Regions from separate parts of the Mus musculus genome. Here region 2 is linked to region 1. The links are chromatin contacts, called in public promoter capture Hi-C maps. All regions are on one chromosome and are shown on one strand. Each heading gives the region's core, a stretch centred on a gene start, on an enhancer-like site or on the middle of the called end of the contact. The rest is flanking DNA. Distances are from core to core; before and after follow the strand shown. Region 1 holds the start of Btnl2 (butyrophilin-like 2). Region 2 holds the start of Psors1c2 (psoriasis susceptibility 1 candidate 2 (human)).

Region 1 (6,033 bases), core at 2,853-5,352:
TGGCAGCTCCCTTCCAGTCCCATACCCTCCCCAACAGACCCACAAAGATGGCGCCTCAGCAAACGCCAGCTGCAGCCGGGAAGAATTTTTCACCTTAACCCATGAATCTGATGCAGGGGAAAGGGAGTGGGGTGAAAACTCCCCCCCCCCCCAAGCTCAGGACTTGAAATCCCACCAATCTTCTCTCTGGAGATTTCTGTCCTGAAAAGCACCGCCCCCTCAGAAACCCTATATAAGCACTGCCCTTTTGCCCAGTTCTCTGACCAGTTCACTCCCAGAGCAGCGGGCAGTCATCCCTGGATTCAGCCCTCCATACCCTGGATCCTCCAATAAATCTCATTCATGAGATTGTTTACCTGGTGTGACTCCCATCGGAAAAAGCCAAGAAGAAAAGAAGCAATGAAGAGAAAAGCGAAGAGAATTTGATGGCCTGAGGCTCCTGAGCTCCTGAGCTCAGCTGGGGAGACCCTCCCCTGGGAGCTGCAATGCCTCTGCTGAGGAGGCTTCCTCTCAGAGCTGTGTGGTTCCTGTGGTCTCCTGTCTCAGGATGCCCTTCCACTGGGACACCTTCTTCCCTCAGAGCTGTGTGGACCCTGGGCTCCTGAAGTCCAGGATACCCCCCATCCCCATCCAAGCAGAAGCACTTACACTGACCATGCAAAGAGTTCTGTGGGTGACAGACTGATGGCCAGGGCTAAGAACTGCCCAGTCTGAAACTTAAACATCTGGAAGTGTCGAGTATCACTGACCTCACACTCGCACAACACACTGCTGCTTCCTCTCCACCGTTTCCTATTTTCCCTTCCTCTCTCTCTCTCTCCTCCCTCTCTATATCCCTTCTCTTCCCTTCCTCTTCCCCTCTCCCTGCCCCAACTACTGATTTCTTTAGACTTTTAGCTCTCCTTAACTTTAAGGGACTTCAAGTGGTAAATCTCTGCTGAAAGGTCTTTCTATGAAAGCCAGATTGGCCAAGAATTCCTGGGCTGTCACAGGTGCTCTGCTCCTGTGATGTCATGACTTCTCTGTTCATGTGATGTCATGGCTGCTCTGCTCTTGTGAGTGCCTGTTCATCTCACCCTACCTTTTCACTCTTGTGCAGCTCATGGCCCATGAATGAGGACTCTCAAATTCAGAACGTAGTGTTCCCACCTCTGCTAACCTGACTAAGATATTCCCCCACAGATCAACCCCACCTATGCAATCCTTCCTGGGGAATTGAAGTGGAAACTTAAGGATTATTTGGAAAGTGTTGGATGGTGTTTTGCTAGAGCAAACATGTGAAGGAACATTTCGCTGAATTGACATAAGTGAAAGGATGTTCTGTTAAAGCAAGCATGTGAAAGGATACGTGATGAAGGAGTCTTCGCTAATGACATATTGGTCTGCCTTACATTGCGTAGTTGAGCTGCATTTGTCAGGACTCCATAGAGAGAAATGCACCAAAAAACTTCTGGTGACGTGCTGCAGTTTCTTGTCACTTCTTCGGACTTGGACTGATTGGCAGAGTGATGCCAGCTGAGACAGATGCCCGTGCTGAGGTCAAGACCCATGGAAGAAACGTGGTTTGGAGGGTATAAATAGAACTTGGCAGACAGTGGTAAAGGCAGAGCTTGGCTTGCTTATAGAGTTAGCTACGTAATGCTTTTGGGGTCTCTCATCTTCACTTTGCTGAGAGAGATGAAGCCAAGGACTTTTCCTGGCATCCCTCTGGGTCCCTCCTGCTGACTTGTGCTGAAGTTGAGGCCCGCTGTCTCTGCTAGGCAGTGCAACTGGTGCTGATTCATGTTTGCTATCCAGACTCTACCAAACTGACTACTGGTGTATCCAAGAAGTGTTTGTAAGTGGATCGAGCTGCCACTGCTAACCTGTGCCTGACAACACAGATGGGATTTGCTCCAAAGAACCATTTCTAAACAGGTCCACTTCCCCCATATTCTTTATTTTCCACTGCCCCCTGGTGGGTAATAGGCTAGAAGGGAGGGGTTAAAGCATTTAAGAACCATCATTAAAAATAGACTTTGAAAAAAAATAGTTACAGGGAGTCCCTTCTCAGGAGACTCTACATTGAGTCAAGGTGACAACTAAAACTAACCATTAGAAAGCCCGGAGATGCTGGTCCACACCTTTAATCCCAGCACTCAGAAGGCAGTAGCAAGTGGATCTCTGAGTTCAAGACCAGCCTGGTCTACAGAGTGAGTTCCATGACAGCCAGGGATACACAGTGAAACCCTGTCTCAAACAAAACAAAAAACAAAACAACAAAAAAAAAACAAAATAAAATAAGCAAAAAAAAAAGAAAAAAAAAGAAAGAAAGAAAGAAAGAAAAGAAAGAAAGAAAAGAAAGAAAGAAAAGAAAGAAAAGAAAGAAAGAAAGAAAGAAAGAAAGAAAGAAAGAAAAGAAAGAAAAGAAAAGGAAAAGAAAATAACCATCACAGACAGGGAACAATCCTTCTATTCTGAGGGAGAAATAGCCCTTGTATCCTTCTTAATATCTAGTCCTCCCATCCCGCACTTGGGACCTTGTCTAGACTCACTGCCTTCATCAAGACCAGTAGCTTCAAGCTAGATGGAGCAGGATTCCCTAATCCTGAGAGGGAAGAATCAGGGAAAAGCACCTTGCATGCTGTGCTGTTACACTGTTACCTTGCATGCTGTGCTGTTACACTGTTACCTTGCATGCTATGCTGTTACACTGTTACCTTGCATGCTGTGTTGTTTGTTACACTGTTACCTTGCATGCTGTGCTGTTTGTTACACTGTTACCTTGCATGCTGTGCTGTTTGTTACACTGTTACCTTGCATGCTTTGCTGTTTGTTACAGTTACCTTGCATGCTGTGCTGTTACACTGTTGCCTTGCATGCTGTGCTGTTACACTGTTGCCTTGCATGCTGTGCTGTTACACTGTTACCTTGCATGCTGTGCTGTTACACTGTTACCTTGCATGCTGTGCTGTTACACTGTTGCCTTGCATGCTGTGCTGTTACACTGTTGCCTTGCATGCTGTGCTGTTACACTGTTACCTTGCATGCTGTGCTGTTACACTGTTACCTTGCATGCTGTGCTGTTACACCGTTACCTTGCATGCTGTGCTGTTACATTGTTGCCTTGCATGCTGTGCTGTTACACTGTTGCCTTGCATGCTGTGCTGTTACACTGTTGCCTTGCATGCTGTGCTGTTACACCGTTACCTTGCATGCTGTGCTGTTACACCGTTACCTTGCATGCTGTGCTGTTACACTGTTACCTTGCATGCTGTGCTGTTACACTGTTGCCTTGCATGCTGTGCTGTTACACTGTTACCTTGCATGCTGTGCTGTTACACCGTTACCTTGCATGCTGTGCTGTTACATTGTTGCCTTGCATGCTGTGCTGTTACACTGTTGCCTTGCATGCTGTGCTGTTACACTGTTGCCTTGCATGCTGTGCTGTTACGCTCTTACAATGAAGAACAAACATTCTTCTAAATAAGTTTAAAACTGCTCTTCCCAGCTCTTGAAAGTGGATCTGGAGACCCCTCAATAGTGTGAAAGAGAATTTAGGGGATCCCCAAGAAGGACTGAAGAAAGAAGAGCACATAACAGGGGTGTCCAAGGCCCTCCATTACTAGCCATGCTCATTGTACCCACACGCTATATCAGAAAGCTTATTACATTTCTTGGGTGAAGCCTTTGTTTTCCAGTAAAAGAGAAAGAACAAAGAAAAAACACACAGGCACCTTGGCCTGATGTTCTGGTCTTGGACAGGGAACATCCCCTCCTAGACTTGGTTTTCTACTCAGTAGGGTGAAGGTTGAGTATCTGATAGACAGTCATGCTCTGCACTCTGAGGGTCCACAGACTCCGTGTTGTGAGAGAGCTTGGCCCTAGATGGGGAATCATAGAAGTTCAGCAAGCTGAAGGACAGGACAAAGTAGCCATGATTTAGGCCACTGCCAGATGTCAGGTCACCTACCTGCTGGACAGGGCATGGAGCAGGGTCCAGCCTGCGTGCTGGTGTTCTGAAGAGATAAGGGTCAACATTATCACTGTGTCTAGAAGGCTAGATGAATCAGAACAGAGCCCAAAGTCCACCTGCCTTCCTTCTGAGTTTCACTTTTGAGCAGAAGGTAAATGTGCTGCTCTGACTGGAGCCTCATTTTAGACTGACCCTCGGGGACTCAACTCTGCCTACAGATTGACACCATTCAAATCTTCCTTCACGCAAACTGGTGACGCTTCCACTTTCCTTGCCTGCTCCATCACCAGTCACTATGCTCTCCTGTCCTTAGACACCTGCTATGTGAATGAAGGACACACTTGTGACTGGGTGAGACCAACAGCCTCCATTTCACCCTAAAGGAAAGAGCAACAGGTGAGTGGCTTGGAGAGTCTCTCATGAAGGATGGACATGGGAGTGGGGGTGGGGTGGGGAGGAGTCAACTAAGATGAGGAAGTAGGTAGAGTCAGCATCCTGTCAGGAAATGGCTCTTACTTCCTGTTGATCTCCACTGCACATTTTTTAGAGAGTAGTGTTTTGAGACAGACTCCCACTCTATAGCCAATGCCGGCTTCCAACAAATGGCAATCCTCCTGCCTCAGCCTTCTGGGTGCTGAGATTATAGTGAGCTACCACAACAAGCTGAGTTTTTCCTCTTTTTAACATCATTGTCTCTTTAGCTCAGGACTGATTTTTCTTTCCAATCAAAAAACTTCCTTCAGCTCAGGTTGGCCTCAAACCAGACATTGTCTTGCCTCATCCTCTTCAGTATCTGCCTCCTGGTGTATGGAATTTCAATCTCAGGATTCACGAGAGGTAGAGGAAGGACTTCAAGGTCATCCTTGGCTGTGTTGCAAGTTAGAAGCCAACTGGACTAAGTGAGACCTGAGGGGGAGCCTAAGGGATAACGTACAGTGTAACTCCATCGTGAGAGTTCAAATGTGAGTGAGTGAGTCAGCTGTGATCAACAACTGAAAAGAACGGGGCCAGGCCATGATCTGATGATGACAGGTTTGGTGCTAGTTGTCTATTAAGATAGCATAGCCATCAGAAGTCCTAGTTTGCTTGCTATTGCTGTGATAAATATCAAGACCAAAAGCAACCTAGGAAAGAAAGGGTTAATTTCATCTTACAGCTGGCAGACCACTATGAAGGGAAATCAAGGCAGGAACCCAAGCAGTAACCTGGAGGCAGACACTGAGGCAGAGACCATGGAGCAACACTGCTTGCCCTCTGTGACTTGCTCAGCTTGTTTTTTTACATCATGCAAGCCCACCTGCCCAGGGGTGGCACTGCCCGCAGTGGGCTGGGTCCTTTCCCATCAATCGTTAATTAAGAAAAATTCCCCCACAGATTTGCTCATAGGCCAATCTGATGGAGGCAGTTCCTCAGTTAGGATCCCTTTTCTCAGATGACTCTAGCTTCTGTCGAGTTAACAAAACAAAACAAACAAAAACCAATGCAGAAACTGCAAGGCATGGTGGGTAATCACAGCTGTACTTTCTTCTATGTTTGCTCCAGGGAGGATGGTGGATTGCCCACGGTATAGTCTATCTGGCGTGGCTGCCTCCTTCCTCTTCGTCCTGCTGACTATAAAGCACCCAGGTAGGGTCCCTTCCTACCCACCCCATCCCCACTTGCTGTCATGCCCCTCAGTTCTAAAATGCACAGTCTCAAACCCAACCTGACAGTGCAGTACAAAGGGGTGCGGGCTCACACTGGCCTTTCCACCCCTCCCCCACCTCCCCATCCCCTGGCTTTGGAAAGCTTCTTGACTTAGTTGCTCATCTCTTGGGTGCGAGTGACAACTTTAGGCGGCACTGGAAGTCACCTGGAAAGCGCAACTGGAATCCATAGCTGGAGCATGCTCAGTTTTCACACAATACTCAACTCTGCGGGGAAGACCACACACGTAAATCCCACCAGCCAAAGACACAAGATCTCTAAGTATCGGAGAGAATTTTGAGCAGTATCTTAAATCTGAGTTAAGAGTACCCTTATGACTACTTTTATTTTATTAGCTTTTAATGTTGCGTGTGTGTGTGTGTGTGAGTGTG
Region 2 (6,082 bases), core at 3,254-5,753, 1.2 Mb after region 1:
CGTGGGGCTGGAGGAGACTCTCTACCATCTGAGGCTCAGGTGCCAGCAAGAGGTCTTGTGTGACCACGGTTTCCTTTTAGGGGAGGTCGAGCGCCGACGGTTGATAGAGGTGGCCCAGCAGCTGGAGCAGGAGCTGCAGCGTGCCCAGGAATCCCTGGCCAGCGTTGGGCAGCAGTTGGAGGCAGCACGTCGGGGCCAGCAGGAGAGCACGGAGGAAGCTGCCAGCCTCCGTCAGGAGCTGACACAGCAGCAGGAAATCTACGGGCAAGGTGTGGGGGCGTGGCGGTGTGTGCGACCCTGTGGGATGGGCAGCTCTCCCTGACACTGTCTCGTACCCTCACCTGCAGCCCTGCAAGAGAAGGTGGCCGAGGTGGAAACTCGGCTTCGGGAACAGCTCTCAGACACAAAGAGGAGGCTGAACGAGGCCCGAAGGGAGCAGGCCAAGGCTGGTGAGATGTGCCAGGAAGAAGGCAGCACTGAGACACAGGGCTGGTAACCCCTCCCCAGCCCACTTACCTTTTTTGGTTTTTTTGTTTTTGTTTTTTTGTTTGTTTGTTTGTTTGTTTTCGAGACAGGGTTTCTCTGTTTCTCCTGGTTGTCCTGGAACTCACTCTGTAGACCAGGCTGGCCTCGAACTCAGAAATCCTCCTGCCTCTGCCTCCCGAGTGCTGGGATTAAAGGCGTGCGCCACCACACCCGGCACACCTACCTTTTTTGAAGCTTTTTGTTGACAAGTGTATGTAGCGAAGTAACGTAGGACTGACATGAATGAGTTCTTATGCAGTGAACACACAGCAGCCAGCACCGGATCAGGAACAACTCTGGCTCCAGGCCTGCATCACTGCCCCTCAACGGACGCCACTGCTGTGTCCCCACTTCTGGCGACTGCCCTCCCCAGAAACTTAACACTTGGATGAGTTAGAGGAGCAGGATGAATGTCCATGTCTTCCCTGAGTAGAACACAGTCAACACCCCTGCTGGCTCGCCTGTGCTCCCATGGTTACACGAGTAGGCATTCGAGTTGTGTAAGTTGCAGCAGACATGATGGTTTAGCTGCACACCCCACAGCCAGAAAATTATCTAATCGTGATACCTAGCGTCGTAAGAACATGAGCCCTAGCCACACATGGTGGCACTTGCCTGTCACTCCAGCACTTGAAAATAAGAGGCAGGATAGATTAGGGCTAGCCTGGACAACATAGGGAAACCTGTCTCAAAACAACATCAACAGGTCACATGAGCACTAACTATAGGAGATGTGACTCCGGCGCCCCTGTCCACATCTTGCCTAAGGAGCTTGCATCAGGGATGGAGATAGTACTTAGGGCTCAGAGAGCTCAGGATCCCATGACATCAGCCCACCCGTGGTGTGGAAGAGTCCCTGAGAGACAGAGTTGAGAGCTCAAGTCTCATTTTGGGGCTCTGGGCTAACCCCCTCCCATCTCCTTAGTGGTTTCCTTGCGCCAGATCCAGCACAAAGCCACTCAGGAAAAGGAGCGCAACCAGGAGCTCAGGCGCCTGCAGGATGAAGCCCGGAAGGAAGAGGGTCAGCGGCTGACGAGGCGTGTGCAGGAGCTGGAGAGGGACAAGAACCTGATGCTGGTAGGGGACAGCAGGGAGCTAGTCACGGTAGCTGGTGGGTGAGTAAGGTGTGCAGGGGCGGGTGGCTGGCCTGGGCCGGCCGGCTCACCCTCTCCTCCCCAGGCCACCTTGAAGCAGGAGGGTCTCCTCTTCTGTTACAAGCAGCAGCGCCTGTTAGCAGTGCTTCCCTCGGGAGTGAATAAGAAGTGCAGCCCCCGGTCTGTGGAGTCCTCATCCTCTGAGTCTCCGGCAGCTGCTTCGTGCAAGGAATCTGTGAAAGGTAGAATACACTGGCCTTTAATCTGTGCTGCCAGTGCCCAGGAATCTCCCTCAGGGCCTCCTAGCCAGTGCAGCCCCGTGCCCTGGGCAACATGCAGCCTGCTCTCACCCCGGTGTGCACCCCATGATGTCTCTTCTATCAGGCTCCCTGACCGTCCTGCTTGATAACCTGCAAGGCCTGAGCGAGGCCATTTCCAGAGATGAAGATATTTGTGTGGAAGATAACCAGAACACCAAGAAAACCAAGAACCCTCCTTCAGATCCACTGCTGAGCTAGAGCTGCCAGGGGGAAGAATGAAGCCAGCCTGAAGCTGGACCCCCAGGAGGGTTGGGTCGGAGGAAATGGGGTGGGGGCCAGCCTAGCCCTGCCCCCCAGCAAGCCTTGGAACCCCAGCTTCTACCAAATTCAAACTCTGCAATGAATAAAGATGGCAATAGTGTTGCCTGGAGATGTTTGAGAGACTGCGATTTCCCCTGAGCCGGCTCCTGAGGCAGGGGCTGTGAGAAGCTTGTCCTCCTACCCCTGCCCTTCGGGCGCCTCTTTCCAAATCTCTTTCCTAACTGCCCTGGAAGTGTTCTGAGAAGCCCTCCACCCCCACACCCCAAGCCCCCTCCCCCACCCCAGGTTTGGTTTGATTTTGTTGTTGGTTTTATTTGTTTTTTGTTTTGACTTTTGAGACTTAGTAGCCCTGGATGCCTTAGAGCTTATTATGTAGAACAGGCTGACCTTGAACTCAGAGACCCACCTGCCCCTGCTTCCCAAGTTCATTCTGTCTCTGTCTCTCTCTGTCTACCCCCTCCTCCTTTTTTTTTCCAGGACAGGAACTCTGTGCAGCCCTAGCTATCCTAGAATTCACTCCTTGAATCAAGCTGCCCTCAAACTCAGAGATCTGCCTGCTATTGTGTTGTGCACCCCCCCAACACACACATACACACTCTCACACACATACACTCACACACGTACACACACACATATACACCCTCACACACATACACTCACACACACACATACATATACTCAAACACACACACACACACACACACACACACACACACACACACACACCCAGTGCTGGGGTTAGAAGCCTGTGCCACTGCTACCCAGACCAAGTTTCCTTTGTCCTCACTTTCTTTGGGTGTTGATGAATGCCTGGAGCAAGATACTAAACAGTCAACATTCAAGGAATCTCAGCAGATGCTGTCCTAGGCCAGGGCCACTGTGATGGACGGCAGGGGGTTCCTGGCAGGGGCAGGGCACAGTTCCAGACTGTGATGGACGGCAGGGGGTTCCTGGCAGGGGCAGGGCACAGTTCCAGACTGTGATGGACGGCAGGGGGTTCCTGGCAGGGGCAGGGCACAGTTCCAGAAGGGCTTTGGGATGGACTGGAGAGATGGCTAAGTGGTCCTAAGCACTGGCTGCTCTTCCGGAGGATCTAGATTAAAATCTTAACAACCACATGGAGTCGAACAACTGTTTATAACTCCAGTTCTGGTGGATTCAATGCCTTCTGACCTCCCTGTGCATCACTTGTATGTAAAACACTCACATTTTCTTTTTCTTTTCTTTTCTTTTTTTTTTTTTTTTTTTTTTTTTGGTTTTTAAGACAGGGTTTCTCTGTGTAGCCCTGGCTGTCCTGGACCTCACTCTGTAGACCAGAAAGAAAGGAAAGAAGAAAAAAAATCTGTGTGTGAGAGGAGGGAGGAAGAGTAACAATGGGTTAAAACCTTGGGAGCCTGAGGGAGATGGTCCAGGATCAAGATGGATGCTCTGGGGCCAGGGCTATCAAGTGGAAACCAAGTTTCCCTGATCAGCCATAAGTAGAATCCCAAACCGACCAGGTGGGGACAGATGTGTGGGGATTGGAGCTGTAGTCCAGACACTCTCAAGCCTTCTGAAGCAATCTCTCTTGGTGGTGGTGGTGGTGGTGGTGGGTGTGTCTTAAGGACCCTGATGCTCAGGGCCATCCTGAAGAAGGAAGATTTCTAGGGTTACAAGGGCAGGGGTGGGGGAGGGGAGCTCTTCCTGAGTCTTTGGTGTTGATGCAGTCACCTCTGCATGGGGTCAGGAACCAGGATATCCTGGCTTCCCGCGTCACCCAGGTGGCTCCCCCTGGAATTCCTTAGATGTCACTGCCTGGGAAGTTCCCAGTGACTGACTGAGGTGACATGCCAGAGAGCATGGTCCAGAGGGGAGTGGGGGGACGGAGCTCCGAGGCTGAGATGCCAGTCTAGAGGGTGCTTTCTGACCCAGGCGTCCCGCCTCTGCCTCTAATTACCAAGCTTCCCCACGCGAGGTTTGCCCCCATTTTGTGGCTTCCAATAACTATCACGGATGAAAGGTAGCCTTCCTTGTGATTATAAAGATGACAGGTGGGTCCTGATTCCTGCCGGGTGTGGATGGAGGAGGTGTGAAAACAAGGGTGGAGCCTCCTGGGGTCTGGGTCACTGATAGACCCGGCTGCCCCCGGCCCCCGGGACTGGGGGACAGAAAAGAGGGATGCTTACTGGCAGGTTCTTTGTAAACGGGTTTGACCAGTTAGGCTCTGGTAGGGATTCCTTAGGGTGCTGAGCTGGCCCCTCCCCACAGACTGGCCACCCCCTCTACCTCCTCTGCTATAAAGCCTCTTAGGTTCTCAAGCACCTAGACTCGGAGCACCCCGCCTTGGGGGCCAGTAGACAGCCATGATGCTCACCTGGAAGCTGCTAGGCCTGCTGGTCCTTTGCCTGTGTGCAGGAGGTGAGTCGTCAGAATAGGCCAGGAGCACAGCTGGGGTGATGGAGATGGTCGAAATGACCCACCCTTAGGGAGGGGACGCCCCCAGGAGGAAAGGAGTAAGAGGAACGCAGAGCAGAAGGGATTCTTGGAGTGTCCTTAGTGGGGAAGCTCAGGGGATTGCAGGCAGGGGCACCTTGATTCTGAATATGTTGCTGGGTCAGGTGGAGGGATGCGATAGAGTTGTGTGGAGTCACCAGGCCTAGGGAGTCACTGGGACTGAGGGCTGGTTATTACAGAGATGGCGCCTGAGTGACAGGTGGGGCCAAGACCACTTCCAGTGCAGACCACCCTGGGGGAGGTTCCAGTGGAGTATCCCAACCAAGGTTGAACAGAGAACCATTTGGAAGTATGATCGTGTCAGTGGTCCGGATGAGCCTAGGGCTTTCACACCGTGTGAAGATGGCCTCAGTGTTTGGGAAATGTATGGAGAGCACTTTGGGGGTCACTCTGAGATCTGTTTTGGGGCTCAGGCTGTGCTAGTCTAAGTGAGGCTCAACCTTTGGGTATGAAGCTGGGTGGGAAGTGTTCTGCGACTGTATCTCTTATTCTCCTTCCTCCTCTACAGGCATTTCAGGCAATGGCGACCCTTCTCCCGGATCTACAGACACCCACGAAGAGGAGGACTCCCCACCATTGCCTCTGGGACCCCCAATCCCTGGTGATCCCTGGCCTGGGGCGCCTCCTTTGTTTGATGAACCTCCGCCTCCAGGCTCCAACCGTCCCTGGAGAGATCTTCCTGACAGTGGTGCCTGGCCCCCAAAGCCCCCAAGCACTGATCCCCCTAAACCTCCTCTGCCTGATGACCCCTGGCCAGCAGGAACCCAGCCCCCAGAAAACCCCTGGCCTCCTGCCCCTGAGATGGACCATGAATCTCAGGAGGAGCCAGACCTTGACCCACCCCAGGAAGAGTATAGATAGGGGACCCTAGGGAACGTGAGCCTCCACAGAGCACACCAAAGCCCACCTTTTTCATTGGCTGCCCGCTTAGAATCTCAATTTTCCCTAATCCCTTAGTTCCCTTCCTCAGTCTCTGTTTGAATTGTGTTCTATGTTGGAAGTGTCTATGCTCTGCAACCCCCCCTCCCTCCACTTTGTGGTCCCTGTTCAGTCATTATGTTGTCCCTTCGCTTCTCTTGATCAGCAGAAAGCACACTCCTACCTCACTCAGCCTGTTCTTGCTTGTCTAGACCTGGACTTCTAGGCAGAGCCTGAGCTCTGTGCTCTCTGCTGCCCCCTGGTTTTCTTAGCTGGGAACTGACAGTCGATCAGGATGGTGCTTCCAATGGAAAAATAAAAGCCACGTTTTCTTCTGAATCTAGTCTGCTTTTTTTACCGTTGCTTAGGTTTTTAAATATTCAGTCGCGTTCCTCTCAGCTCTTAGCTTGCAGAGATCTAGAAATGGTGTGTGTTTTTTGTCTTGCACTTGTGCAGGGAGGAGGGCTAAGT

The links. Promoter capture Hi-C pulls out the DNA fragments that hold promoters and counts their contacts.
Region 2: a contact with region 1 is called in a promoter capture Hi-C map of liver, with 3 times the contacts expected there. The contact joins the promoter of Psors1c2 here to the promoter of Btnl2 in region 1. A contact is called at or near these places in 2 of 39 promoter capture datasets (both in liver).

What each region holds. Positions count from the first base shown.
Region 1 is chr17:34,350,720-34,356,752 of GRCm38.p6, forward strand. Btnl2 (butyrophilin-like 2) reads left to right here and starts at 4,103. Exons shown (of 9, transcript NM_079835.2): 1 at 4,103-4,351; 2 at 5,498-5,581. The coding sequence starts at 5,503.
Region 2 is chr17:35,528,698-35,534,779 of GRCm38.p6, forward strand. It overlaps Psors1c2 (psoriasis susceptibility 1 candidate 2 (human)), which reads left to right and starts at 4,504. Exons shown (of 2, transcript NM_020576.2): 1 at 4,504-4,597; 2 at 5,202-5,950. The coding sequence starts at 4,543. The coding sequence ends at 5,554. Cchcr1 (coiled-coil alpha-helical rod protein 1) reads left to right here. Exons shown (of 18, transcript NM_001372297.1): 14 at 81-269; 15 at 348-449; 16 at 1,451-1,602; 17 at 1,747-1,861; 18 at 2,004-2,318. The coding sequence ends at 2,137.